Linked DNA regions of Zea mays: regions 2 and 3 are each linked to region 1. The links are chromatin contacts, called in public Hi-C maps. All regions are on one chromosome and are shown on one strand. The core of a region is the stretch at or near the end of the contact, and the rest is flanking DNA. Distances in the headings are between cores, read along the strand shown.

What was found. A called contact is a pair of places that touch in the nucleus more often than the background predicts.
Region 2: a contact with region 1 is called in a Hi-C map of leaf, with 2.6 times the contacts expected there. The contact joins the promoter of LOC100194142 here to the promoter of LOC100273551 in region 1. A contact is called at or near these places in 2 of 25 Hi-C or Micro-C datasets (both in leaf).
Region 3: a contact with region 1 is called in a Hi-C map of leaf, with 7 times the contacts expected there. The contact joins the promoter of LOC100382062 here to the promoter of LOC100273551 in region 1. A contact is called at or near these places in 6 of 25 Hi-C or Micro-C datasets (ear, endosperm, leaf and 1 more).

What each region holds. Positions count from the first base shown.
Region 1 is chr1:257,790,380-257,794,785 of Zm-B73-REFERENCE-NAM-5.0, reverse strand. It overlaps LOC100273551 (U3 snoRNP-associated protein-like EMB2271), which reads right to left and starts at 2,773. Exons shown (of 7, transcript NM_001147969.1): 1 at 2,190-2,773; 2 at 359-695. The coding sequence starts at 2,602.
Region 2 is chr1:257,606,419-257,610,582 of Zm-B73-REFERENCE-NAM-5.0, reverse strand. LOC100194142 reads right to left here and starts at 1,972. Exons shown (of 2, transcript NM_001353169.1): 1 at 1,504-1,972. The coding sequence starts at 1,930.
Region 3 is chr1:257,550,661-257,554,963 of Zm-B73-REFERENCE-NAM-5.0, reverse strand. It overlaps LOC100382062, which reads right to left and starts at 1,385. Exons shown (of 4, transcript NM_001174826.1): 1 at 1,167-1,385. The coding sequence starts at 1,225.

The DNA of each region.
Region 1 (4,406 bases), core at 1,524-4,023:
GTGGAAGCCACTAAAAGTTCTTCCATACATATTTGCAAAGTTCTTCCATCCGAAAGCCGCTAAAAGCAGGCGCTTTCAATTTTGCACTGCGAGAAAGCCGGCTTCTTGGAAAAAAAACTGTTGGCTGAATTGGGCCCTTTGGTTTGGCTTTTGGCTTTTACGGGGTAAAAGCCACAGCCAAAAGCCAAACCAAACACACCCTAAACAATGTTGTGGATAGTCAACTAGCAAGATATTTATGAACATTGATGAATGATGCTCAAAATGCATGGAGAATATAGATAGATTTGATCCAACCAAACTGTCTTCCAAATATATCTGAAAATCACAAAGTACAACTCCTAAATCAGAATCATACCTGTATGTGCTCCCGTGACCTAACATCCCATAGATGGATATGACGGTCCAAGCCACCGCTTGCCAAGTAACGACCATCAGAACTGGCAGCTAAAGCCAGCACTTGCTTGCTTCTTTTAGCTGATATTGGTGGTTTTGCGTGATGTGAAACCAACACATTTTCACTTGGCCATATATACTTCTCACATTTCCCAGTTTCAACATCCCAATGCATAATAATTCCATCTTTTGATGCTGAAAATCCCTTATCACTATCCTTGGATAGAGCAACAGCAGTAACAGGTTGCCGGTGCTTCACAAGAACCTTAAAGCCATCCTGAGGGCCCGGTGGTAATACCCTGCAACAATTTCACAAAGTTTAGTAATTTGCACTAGTCCAGACACAGTTTTTATGGTCAGCTGTACAAATAGAATTTCAGTGTCAATGTTGAACTTAAATAGACATGGCATTCTTTTAATAAGGCTGTTTAGTGAAAGCTTGTAGAATGCATAAAAGATTCAATTGTTATGACATGACATTTTATTAATAAGGACATCACTGTTATGACACTGGAGACCATAACCATATTACATCCATTGTTTTCAAGTCATCCGATTAATCGTGATTAGTCGTGATTAATCGTCCAAGTCGTTATGGACCAGTCGTGATTAATTGCCCAAATCGTCCGACTAATCGTGATTAATTGCCCACGTTGGTCAGCCAGAACGACCAGCAAGTCGTCCGACTTGAAAACCATAATTGCATCTCAGATAATTGATTCAATACTGACTTCAGCACCTTCCACTTCAATATATGAATCATACATGGTCTCCGTTCCCTGCCTGGAGACCATATATGATTCCTTTTGGCCATATTTCAAGTTTTAACAGAGTTATGTAGACTAGCTAAACAGATCCCACCTGGACTAAAATATGACGCAATGCAACCAACAGCACCAAAGAAAGGGGTGGCAATGAACCTTAGTCCCCATTATGCAAACATGTTCATGCTAACTAAATTGCTCATTTTGTAAATAATGCAACGAAAAACTTACGTTTGGGGGCAGTTTCAAGCATTAAAAACAAATACATCGTGCAAAAACATTAGCATCTAGGTGGGAGATGAGGTTACTACTCTATGGTTTCCTGGTAATATTTCAGTATTCCTCAAAGTATTGAAGTTGCCCCTCGTTCTATAGATCAGCAGGGACCTGCTACAATACACGCACCTAGTTTTTCACTTCTCAGGGGATGTGTAGGAACTGTCTGATTCGAATCAAACATGAAACCAAAGCCTCCCTCCCTCCCCCTCTATGTTCTTGGCTGGCAGCACCCTGCCTCAACGATCCATCTGCCCCTTTTTAAGCCAGAATCACCCAGTAGCCTGAAAACCCAAAAGTCTAACCCCTACCAGCCACTGCTCGAAATTGATGTGCCTTGTTGTGCCATCACCTGAAATTTCACAAATTTCCGTCGCCTGATGTATAGTTGTGTTTAATATAGTCCAAACTAGAGACCAGCATTTTCATATAATTAATCCCTGGGACACAAATGGTGCTCCTATTCTTAGCACTGACTTGTAGCCCCCTTTCCCAACCCCAATGGCAGGGTTGCAATGTAATTTGCTTCAAAAGGAATTAACCAGTAGCTAAAGAGCTCCACTCCAATCACTACCCTGAACCAAAAGAGGTTATGTTCCTCCATTTGTGAAATTACGAGCTGTGGTTACTTGCAAACCCCAAATGAATTACTCAATGGTAGTGGAGCAGGTAAATATACTAAACTCGCACATAAACAGATACATCTGACAAACTACCATTCTGGAGATAACTGGAGGGTAATTTGTTTCTAACCTCGCAGCAATCTCCCTCCGCTTCCTGCCGCTCTCCTCAAGCTGCTTTCTCTGCAGGATCTCCGCCACCCGTCTCCCTCCCGACTCGTCCTCGTCGTCATCCTCCTGCCCCCTCTTAGCGACCTCAGTGACCTTCTTCAGCCACTCCTTCGTCATCCGCATCTTCTTCTCCCCCACCGTCTCCTCGTCCTCCTCCTCCCTACCGCGCTCGTCCCCATCCTCATCAAATCCGCCCCCAAACGCAGCCACGCCATCGTCGTCGCTGTCCTCGCTCTCGATGTCCTCGTCACGGCCTCCACGGCGGCGCTTGGGCTCGGACTCGAAGAAGGGATCGTCGTCCCCTCCGCCGCCGCCACGTCGGGAGCCCGGGCGGGGCTTGGGGCGCGAGGCCCGCTTGCGGGGGCGTGGCGCCATAGTGGCTGATGGGGAGAGCGATCGCTTACGCTTGGGCTAGGACTTAGGTGGAGGGCCACGCGGTGCTTCGCCGCCGCCGTGATGCGCGCGAGACGGCGAGAGTGTGGGCCTGTGGGGGGAAGCGAGGAACGAAGCGACGGGCGGCGGAAAGACGAGGGTTTAAGACAGTACTACAGTAGCGGAGTGACCGAAAACGCGGCCATCTTTGTCGCAACTTATTTTCAGCTTATTCACAAATATAAGCAGAAGTTCTACCAAACAGACAGCTTCAGTAGCTTATCAGTTTAGCTGCTTCTCAGAATACATTAAGCAGTCAACAAGCAGAAGATGATTTTCACCAACTTATCAGATAAGCTGCTTTTTCAACAAGTAGCAGTTGTGCCAAACATGGCGACGGCCTATGCGAAATGAATCAAATGCTGCAATTAGGTTTTCGGGCGGCCCTATATTTATGTTTATTAAAAAATTATATATCTCTGTCTCTATCTCTACTATATTAAAACATCAGTTTCAATAGTCGTTCTGCGTCATCTTTTTACAAATAATCACTTACTTCTATTTTAAATTAACCCGTTGCACGTCTGTCCCCTCTACGCAACCAACATCCACGTCACAAACCACACCTCCGCGTATAGATGGCCAAACGGGCGGCTCGGCACGGGCCCGCTAAGCCCGACGCCCACAGCTTCGACCCAGGCACGTCACGGCGGCCTGCTGACCGTGCCGGGTCGACTCGTTATGCAGGATGTGGGGTTCGAACCAACGCCCTGATGGAAGGAGGGCAGGAGACATTGAGTGAAGACGTTTAACCAGTAGAACATCATGCTTATATGTTTTTAATATTGAATATAAATTGTACATATGTATATACGATTTTTTATAAATAAAAATATATAATCGTGTCGGGTCGGCCCAGCACTATGGACCGAGGCTACGGCCCAAGCACGGCACGACGCTCGTGCCGGGCTGGTCCAGGCACTATTAAATGGGTCGTGCCCAGGGTCAGTCTGTCAGACACAACCCATTTGATCATTTATACCTCTGCACGATAACGATGATTTTTGCCTCAGTTGTCATCATCTCGTTCGTCATTCTGCTTCTTTTCTCTCTCCCCTCATGCCTCTGCCTCCGTGCTACCCCATTCTCGGCAGAGGGCATGGGAGCAGGCGCCTCCTCCCTATTTTCGTCCGACACCAGTTCCAACACCGGCCCGCGTAGTGGCTATTGCGCGTCCACGAGGACGTTTCACAGCATTCGTGCACCATCATTTTTGCCCGTCGTCGGACGTCCCATTCGTCTTCCCGGCCTTCGCTTTGTTCTTCCTCCCCAGCCTACTGCCCCCGCCCATGGTCGCAGCCACGAGCCGACCGACACTTGTTGACACGGGTACGGGCGAGTCGATCTTGCTCCCAGCCTTTCTCCGTGTGTGCCGTCGAGGAGGATGCGGTGGCGCCTGCCACGCTTAGTTTATCTTGGCGGTGAGGAGTCCAAGTCTGAGATATTAGACAACCAAGGTCCGTAGCGCGGCAGCAGTCGACATATGATAGAGTGGTGGTGGTGTTGTGTCGCCTCGGCGGGTCCAGGGCTGGAAAGGCACTCACATTCTCTTGCCCTTCTTGGATTGACGCCTGGTGCGGGTGCCTCTCGGTTTGGAGTTGCTCCGGTTGGGCTTCTTTTTCCGCTTGTGTGCTCTCTCACTATATATATCTAGCGGTATACTACCTATGTCGCCTCCAGATGCCAAGGTTTTCGTCGTGTCCTTCTCCAGCAACGAACAGGTATGCCCACCTCTTCCTTTCCCTTC
Region 2 (4,164 bases), core at 723-3,222, 180 kb after region 1:
TATAGCGACAACTAAAAAGAAACAGAGGGAGTAACAAATAGTAGATCATGAAAAACGGTTTCCTAATAAAAAAGCACTTAAGTTATTTCCCTAGAAACAAGAACTTGTTTGTGCATCAATCTACAAGGAGGGACGACTACTTGTTGCAGGAAGAACTGGTCGATATGCAGGTTGCAGGCGGGCCTGCCGAAGCATGCATATGTCATTTTCTGTGGGACAAAGTAAACTAGCCGGACGGGTACATGAGGCTACTGACGAACGATGCAGCCGTCAAGTCAACCAAATATAAGTTAATTGTCTAGTCTTTTCTGCTACGCGAAACGCATTGCCTAGTCAAAGTAGAGAATTTTCGGCAAACGATCAGCATCCATTTGATCGATTTGTTTCGTTAGACTGTGACCTGCTGATGTGAAGTCCGAACTCTTGACTCCTAAGTAGTTAGGAGCTAAAATCAACTCAAGGCATCAAAAACAGTTTAGCTAATAATTCAGCTATTAGCTACTTTTAGCAAACTAGTTAATAATTAGCTAGCTAGCTAATTTCACAAATAATTTTATAATCATTTAACTATTAGATCTAGTGTACTCAAACACCTCTAACTCAGGCGCTAGAGACCTTAAACACACACAAATTTTGTTTACTCGTGAAGAAGTAAGGGGGAAAAAATCGAAAGGAAGAATTAAGGTGTTGGCCAGAGGAGCCATGTGCCCATGTGTCGTACTCATACACCAATTCTGAAAGTAGAACGTCGTTAGCTTTGTTTGCAAGAGTTTGTATGAGGGAGATGTCAACTCAAATCAAATCTACCCATGTGAGTCTCGGTCCGAGTTTGAAATTCCGGACAGGACACACAAAGGAAGATATACTGTAGTAAAGAAAGCTACCGCTGCTCGCTGACCGTTGATCAACCACGATAGAAAACGAGCAACTTGTCAGTACCTTTAGACGACTAGTAAACGCTGACGTGCATGCCACACTGTGAATCTGTGATGGCAGTGACATTGTTGTATTGACCCAAGATAGAATCTGATTGGTGAGGTGAGGTTCAACCTACGAGCTTTGGAGATGGTTAATGGTTTAGCCTTCCTAATTCCTACCTTGGATTTCACTGTTTCTAAGGAAAGAGTTTATATGGTCAACAATAATAATCATGGCCAGCCGCTCCCGATTTGGATTTCTTTAAAAAGGAGGCTGTCATATCTCTTATGACGATGATATGAACAGGGAGAAAGAATCTTTTGGAAAATTAATAGATTCTTCTTCTTTTTTGCTTCAAACACTAGACGCAAAGGAATCACTCGGCATATCAACAGAGAGGAATGGATCATACGAGTACGTCGATCGAAGAGCTATTTTGTCTCGAGAGGCAATGCTGGACAACCTATTGTTTGATTATCATGTCGTCGTCATGGGCTTTGTTTAGAAGTACAAGTCTTGACTCTCCAGCGTGATGTAATTTGCAAGCATGATGGCGATAGGTACGGTGCAGCGCGCGCGTTTTACCTGCGACGGGGATCTCGACGGCGAACTCGGTGTAGCAGAAGACGGAGAGCATGGCGGAGACGCCGGAGACGACGTAGGAGACGACGACGGCGGGGCCGACGTCCTCCCTGGCCTCCTGGCCAGTGAGCACGAAGATCCCGGCGCCGATGACGGCGCCGACGCCGAACCACACCAGGTCCCACCACGTGAGGTCCCGCTTCATGTCGGCGCCGCTGCGGGCGCGCACCTCGTGCAGCTCCGTCGACTCCAGCGACCGCGACGTGAGGCGGTCGGCCAGCCGGGGCCCCGTGCTGCGCAGCGCCCGCCCGTACGCCGACCAGCTCGAGAACGACTCCTCCGGGAAGAAGTCCGCCTTGGTGCACGAACACCCGCGCTGGCGCTGACGCACCCCGCCGCCGCCGCCGTTGGCATCGCCCCCGACCGCCATGGCTGTCTGTGTGTGCGTGCAGTGTGTCTCTGCCGGCTTCTTGTTGGCTTGCTTCCTGTTGTGTGTTTATATAGGAGTCCAAAGGGAGAGGATAAAATGGAACGTTTGATTTGAGAAATTAGGTACATCATTTTCTTCTCACTCCTCATTTTTTGTTTGGTTTAAGCAATGAAATGAGTTGATGTATCACTATTTCATTTCTCATAGGCTTATAATTAGTAATAATACGAGGATTGAGTTTATTCCACCAAATTTGTGGAATAAACTCATGATACACTACCTCATCTAGAATGTATTAATTCTCCAAACCAAACACTCTCTAAATGAGTATTCAGACGGATTTGATACGTGATAGGGTTTAAATATGAGGGGTAGTAAAAAACGCCCGATGGAAAAGCTAGCTCTGGGTTTTAAGCTGTCAATGAAGTGACATGAGGTACATGGGTGTGGTGTGTACATGTAGCAACTTAACAGCTCGTTACACTGAACCATTTCATTGATGGAAATCACTTCTTTATTAATCCTAAGATATAGGAGCTATAGAAAGTCATCTCTATTTCCCAATTGCTCTCCCATTCAATTCCAATTCAAATCACTTCATAATAGATTCTCAACCCCCACGCTGCTCACCAGAGCTACCTCATCGAGAATCAAGAAGCGAAGCTCAAGAATTAGCAAGATGAGTTCTACCAAATTAGCCCTTAAGACTCCAGTGAAGATGCCTTCAACGATGTTAAAGTTTAGGAAATAGTTATTTGTTTTGGAAGATGATTCATTGGAGGTTGTGCAGGCTTTCGAAAATGCTTGTGATGGTCCAAATTCAATCTGGGAATGTCAACAATCGGTAGAGCTAGAGGACTTGGTTGTACACTTTTACGAGGGTCTCGCTTTAACACCTAACCTTCGCAGGAGCCAGGAGGAAAAGTCCATCATTGCTATACTTCCTTCATTTCAAATAGTAAAAGGACAACTTCAATGCTTATAAGGTGGTGAATATGCACTACATTGTTTTCATAAATATCAACATATAAAAAAACAAAGCACAACACACTAACTCAAACCTAGCCTAGACGAGGTGTGAAGCCAATCTAGCCAACTTTGGTCCCAAACTTGTCCAAGTCGGGTTGTAATGGCGGCCTTGCCACCTTTGTCGAATGTTTCGATCCCTAATCATTACTTTTGAAGCATGGCTCCTAAATGTGATTTGCTACTTTGTTAGAACTGTTGGCCCCTGTTCGAAACTTTCGAGGTTCAGCGCACAAATGTGCTTTTAGCATCCCACCTCTTCTACGCCGATGCAATTTCATGGATGACTATGATATAGATGTGTGAACACTTCTACACAGTCCATGCAAATACAAATCACCACACCTAAGTAGCACAAGTAGAAATACAGATACATATGCAATATGAACAAGTGTGAGTCAAACCAATGGAGAGATGCAAAGATTTATTTGACCAGAGTTTGGGCTAGCTCAAGGTGCCCTACATCTACATTATGGAAGTCGGTGAGTGACCTAATGAAAGGGAAATGTGCCCTTGGGCCATTTCTAAGTATTTTGGTGATTGAGTGCCAACACAAGTAGTCATGTGTTAATCTATGCCAAATGATGGACAAAGTGAAAATCAACATCAAGGTATGTTTCTAAGACTTAGTACTTTGTTTTAAGGACTAATGTATTGTGTCTAAGTACTGGAAACAGGAGAAATCAATTTGGAAAAGAGATGGCTTTGTTCAGCCAAAGACAGTTCAGTCTGGGAGCACCGGACTGTCTGGTGGTGCACCGCACAGTGTCCGGTGCGCCAGGCTGGTTCTGGTGAAAAGGCCGCTCTCGGGATTTCGTCGGTGGCGTACGGCTAAAATTCACCGGACTGTCCGGTGTGCACCGGACTGTCCGGTGAGCCAACGGTCGGCCGAGCCAACGGTCGGCCGCGCAATCTACGCGTGACGCGTGGCCGGGCCAACGGTCTGAAGGGGGCACCGGACTGTCCGGTGTGCACCGGACAGTGTCCGGTGCGCCAACGGCTCCAAATCGCCAACGGTCGGCTGTGCCAAAACAGGAAAGAAATCTGCACGGGACAGTGTCCGGTGGTGCACCGGACTGTCCGGTGCGCCAGTCGACAGAAGGCAAGAATTGCCTTCCTGGAATGCTCTCAACGGCTCCTAGCTGCCTTGGGGCTATAAAAGGGACCCCTAGGCGCATGGAGGAACACACCAAGCATTCTCTAAGCAT
Region 3 (4,303 bases), core at 136-2,635, 240 kb after region 1:
CTAAATAATTACATGACAGTTACATCAGCATCCATTATTAGGAACAATAACATATCACTGCCAACTAGATGTGATGTGGATCCATGAGGCCCACCCAATAAACGATTGGCTGAAGCAGTCAACTCTAATTAACAAGAATTTCTGTCGATATAACATGTGATCAACTGCACCCACCACGCTTAAATGCATTTAGTATGCACAATAAGGCACTCATGCAGGGTACCTAAAACCGCTAGCCACGAAATATACGAACCCTATTTCTTGTGCTTGTAAAAGGATAATAGCAAATGCTGCCAACAGCCGCTAGACGAGTATTTCTCAGTTGGACATGAGACATGTAGATTAAAACAAAAGCATAGTTGCAGGAGCCCACAATGCAGGCAAAACTTTGAGTTCTGAATTCTGGCAGACACTTAAAGGGCCCGGTTTGACAAGGAGGATGCTGATGCTCTGGGAATAGTTCGCACTCCTATGTGTGTTGATAGTTCAAATTTTGAACCGAATCTCAAGGACTTGGATCCAAGTGCCCCTAACCAGAGAGGCCCACGTGTACGGTGTTGTACCCTACTACCAAATGCAACCAGCAATTTGAAAAAAAGAAGAAGAAATACCCATTGCTCCCAGAGTTCTGGTTCCATGCTTGGGCGCGAGCAGAAGATTAGAAGAGTGGGAACAGGACAAGCAAGCCCAATAATTTACTAGGAAAACTGAAAGGTAATACGACAGCAGAGAAAACTCGGGATGCACACACACACACAAAGATACATAACTACTATACTACAGAAGAACTGAACGGACGGGCAGCAGCCTTGCAAAACTGCAAGGCCTGAGAATGCCCTCGTCACGGTAGGTTCAGGACGCGCAACAAATGCACCCCAGGAGGAGCCGCGGCGACGGCGTCGTGCGGTACGGTCTCCGAACCAGCTGACCTGTGGCATTTTCGGGACGTGGCCGTGCAAAATCCACACGGATTTGAGCAGGAACAGTAAACCCATCCGGAACCCCCCGAATTCCGAGGCATCAGCAGCAGCAGGTAGGAGGAGCGCGGAGGAAGCAGCAGAGCAGGGTAACGGAGGCCCGGTTAACCCGTCCAGGAAAACCCGCCCGCAAGGAAACTCGGGAAGATGGTAAGGAAAGCACTGGAGAGAGAGAGAGAGAGAACTTACCATGCCTGGCCTTGCCGCTTGAAGGCGTCAGGCTTGGAGCCGAGCTTGACGGACGCCATGGCGGAGGGCAGGAGCAGTCAGCTGGGCGGCCCGCGGCGTGGACGGAAGCAGGGAGAGTCCGGAGGTCAGTCAGGCCATGGGTGATGGGTGTGTGCTCCCCGGCCCCGACCTCTCTCTCTCTCTCTCTGGCTCTTTCTGCCCGAAAGGGCGGAGGTGGGCTTTGCAACCCTGCTTTCGGGCGGGCAGCAGCAAAGCGACCTAATCCAACCACCCCGCCCCAGGAAACCACCAATGCGGGCAGTTAATGCCCGGGTGGTCACAGAACAGCACAGAGGAGTGCGGGAGCGCGGGAGGGGAGAGGACCAGAGGAGGAGGAGGTGGATGTGGGTTGCTGTTGCAGACAGAGGCACAGGCAGTGGGGGCTGGGGAGAGTGGGAGTAGCAGGAGCGGCGCGGCTCGTCTCCTTCGACTTGACGACGGAGGCAGGTGGGGCAGGTTCTACTATTATGTCTTCACCGTCCCTCGTCTACATGTGGAGGATTTGAGTGCTCTTAACTAGTAGGATCATTAAGAAGAATCGTCGTCCTCTCTCTGTTTCCGTGGGGGAGGAGGATTCGTTTGGGGGTGGGGAGAACAGGCCAACAGGGACACGGTCACGCAGAGACAGAGGACGCCATAATAATTATACTAGTAAGCTGCAAGCAAAAAAGGCTGCGGGGTGGGGAAGAAGACAACGCCGTCCGTCTGAGGAGCCTGAGGCTGATCTGATCTGATCTGTCAGTAGTCGGCCAGGTCAACAGGATGCTGCTAGTCCTGCCGTAGAGCAGAAAAGTGCAAAAGGACCGCAAGCCCAAACGCGGTAGAGAAGGAACGGGAAACAAGCCTGCAAAATCGCCTCCGGACGGAAGAGAAGATGGAGGAGAAACACACACTTTCAGTTTACGCAAACGGCCGATGAGATGCGTGTTGGACCGTGGACGCAGTCGCGTGAGCGGAAGGAGGGTGGAGTAATTGAGGCGCATTAATACAAGTTCTGGAGATATGGGGCCGCGCGCACAGAGATTCGCAGGCTTTTGTTTACTACTACAGTACGCTGCAGTGCAGTGCAGATGGGGTTACGGTGTGGGTTTCAGGATTGCCCACCGCTTCATCGACTGTCCCGTTGTGGGACGGTTTTTTTTAAAAAAAAATTCTCGATTCGGTTTATTTGGTGACAGAGTGATCACAGATATTAGAAGAGATTAACAAAAAAAATTAAACTAATTTTCCCCTCGACACGCTCTCCCGGTCCTCCGTGATCCCTGGTGGATCACCAAATCAGGTTTCAGGTGGTTCCCGTCGACCGTCGTGGACAAAGCCACAAAGGAGCTGGAAAGTGCGTCTTGTCCTGGACTTTGCCGTTCTGTGTCTGTCTGCGCCCTGCCCTGTGAGGCTGTGACTGTGCGTGCCCCTGTGCTCTTGGTTGCTGCTTCAAAGAGCTGTAATAATAATAAAAAAGAAAAGCATATAAACATTTACAGCCCATATTTCCCGGAAAATATGAGGAAATAATGATGTGGCTAAGTATTTTCTTTTTCCCTGTTCTGTGATCGGTTGAGGCCGGCGCTGCAGGGTACAGTACAGGTACAGCCTGCAAAGCACAAACCAACACAACACCAGCAGCAAAGAGAGAGAAACGGGACCATCAGCGGGAAGCAGCAAAAAGCTGCACCGGCTATAGATACAAGTAACCTACTCCTCCCGTCCTCCGTCCGCAACTCCGTTTTCTGCTGGTCAGGAATAGAGGTTTAGATGCTATAGCCATCGTTTATTACGGAATTTCTCTAGAAAAAACAAATCACGGGGACTGCAAAGCTACATAAAACGGGATTTTTTAATCCAGATAACTCTCTAAATGATGATATATAAAATAAATTTTAAAAAAACTCTAACAGATTAAAATATCTTAACATCAACTAACTAGTATAAATAAAAAATCGACACTAGATAAGTATCTTTAGATTAAGATATGTTTTTATACTATACTTATGTAACCTTATAAAACTAATAATTTTTATCTATGTATATGATTCAATTTAATATGCGATAACAAAAAAAAATACACTTAAATTTTATTTTTTTAACAGTTAAAATATCTTAAGTTTGACTAAATTTCTATGATAGAATAATATATGATACTAAATAAGTATTGTTAGATTCTATATCAATTATATTTATAGTATATCTATTTGATGTTGTAGATTTTTATAGTTACTTTTATAATTTTGATTAACTTGATATGCTTTGAGAATCGAATTGGATAGAGTACCGTATATAGGGGTGTTAATGTAATATAGATTTTTACACTATAAAATTTAAAATCAAATTGGATTAGAATCGAGATCTATTTCTATTTATTTTTGAACTATAATTAATTAAGAGCCCTAACTTATTATGAAGAATCATTTAAATCGTAATCCATTACTACCCCTAACTGTATATCGAAATAATTTGGAATGGCTAGAGTACTGTATATCGAATGTAGGAAGCTATGTGCCCGTTGTATGATGTTTAAACGGGGGACACGGGACAGAGATGCCATTTGACATATACAATCATTCTCCTCTATCTCCATGTTAGTAAGTACGTTTACTTTCTTTAATTTAATCGTCCATGTGGTTGGTAGAAGATGCATAACTTTAGTTTTTTTCACAAAGATTATGGCCAAAGAAAAACTGTAACCAGGTAGAGTTGGTACCGGTTGAAGTGATCCATCGGGATCAGATGAGAGTGGATCCAAGGTTAGCTGACCTTTTACCTCCACTATCTATTTTTAAATTCTGCTATATAAACATCTTTATTTAGATTCTACTATATAAATAATATGATATAATATAAACTATATCATTAATTTATTTGGATACTCCTTAACAGTTTCATGCTCTGGTATGAACCCTTTAATTGGGTATGCTACGAGACTCTTGATAATCACGAAACATTTTCTGTCATATTGCATCCCCTTGTGCTCCTAGTAGCGATGAAAACGGACGGAAACGGACGGAAAAACCCTTCTCCCGTTTCCGCTCCCGCAATACATCGTCGGAAACGGGTGCGGGATCCGAACAACCACGGACGGAAACGGGTCCGGGTTATATGGG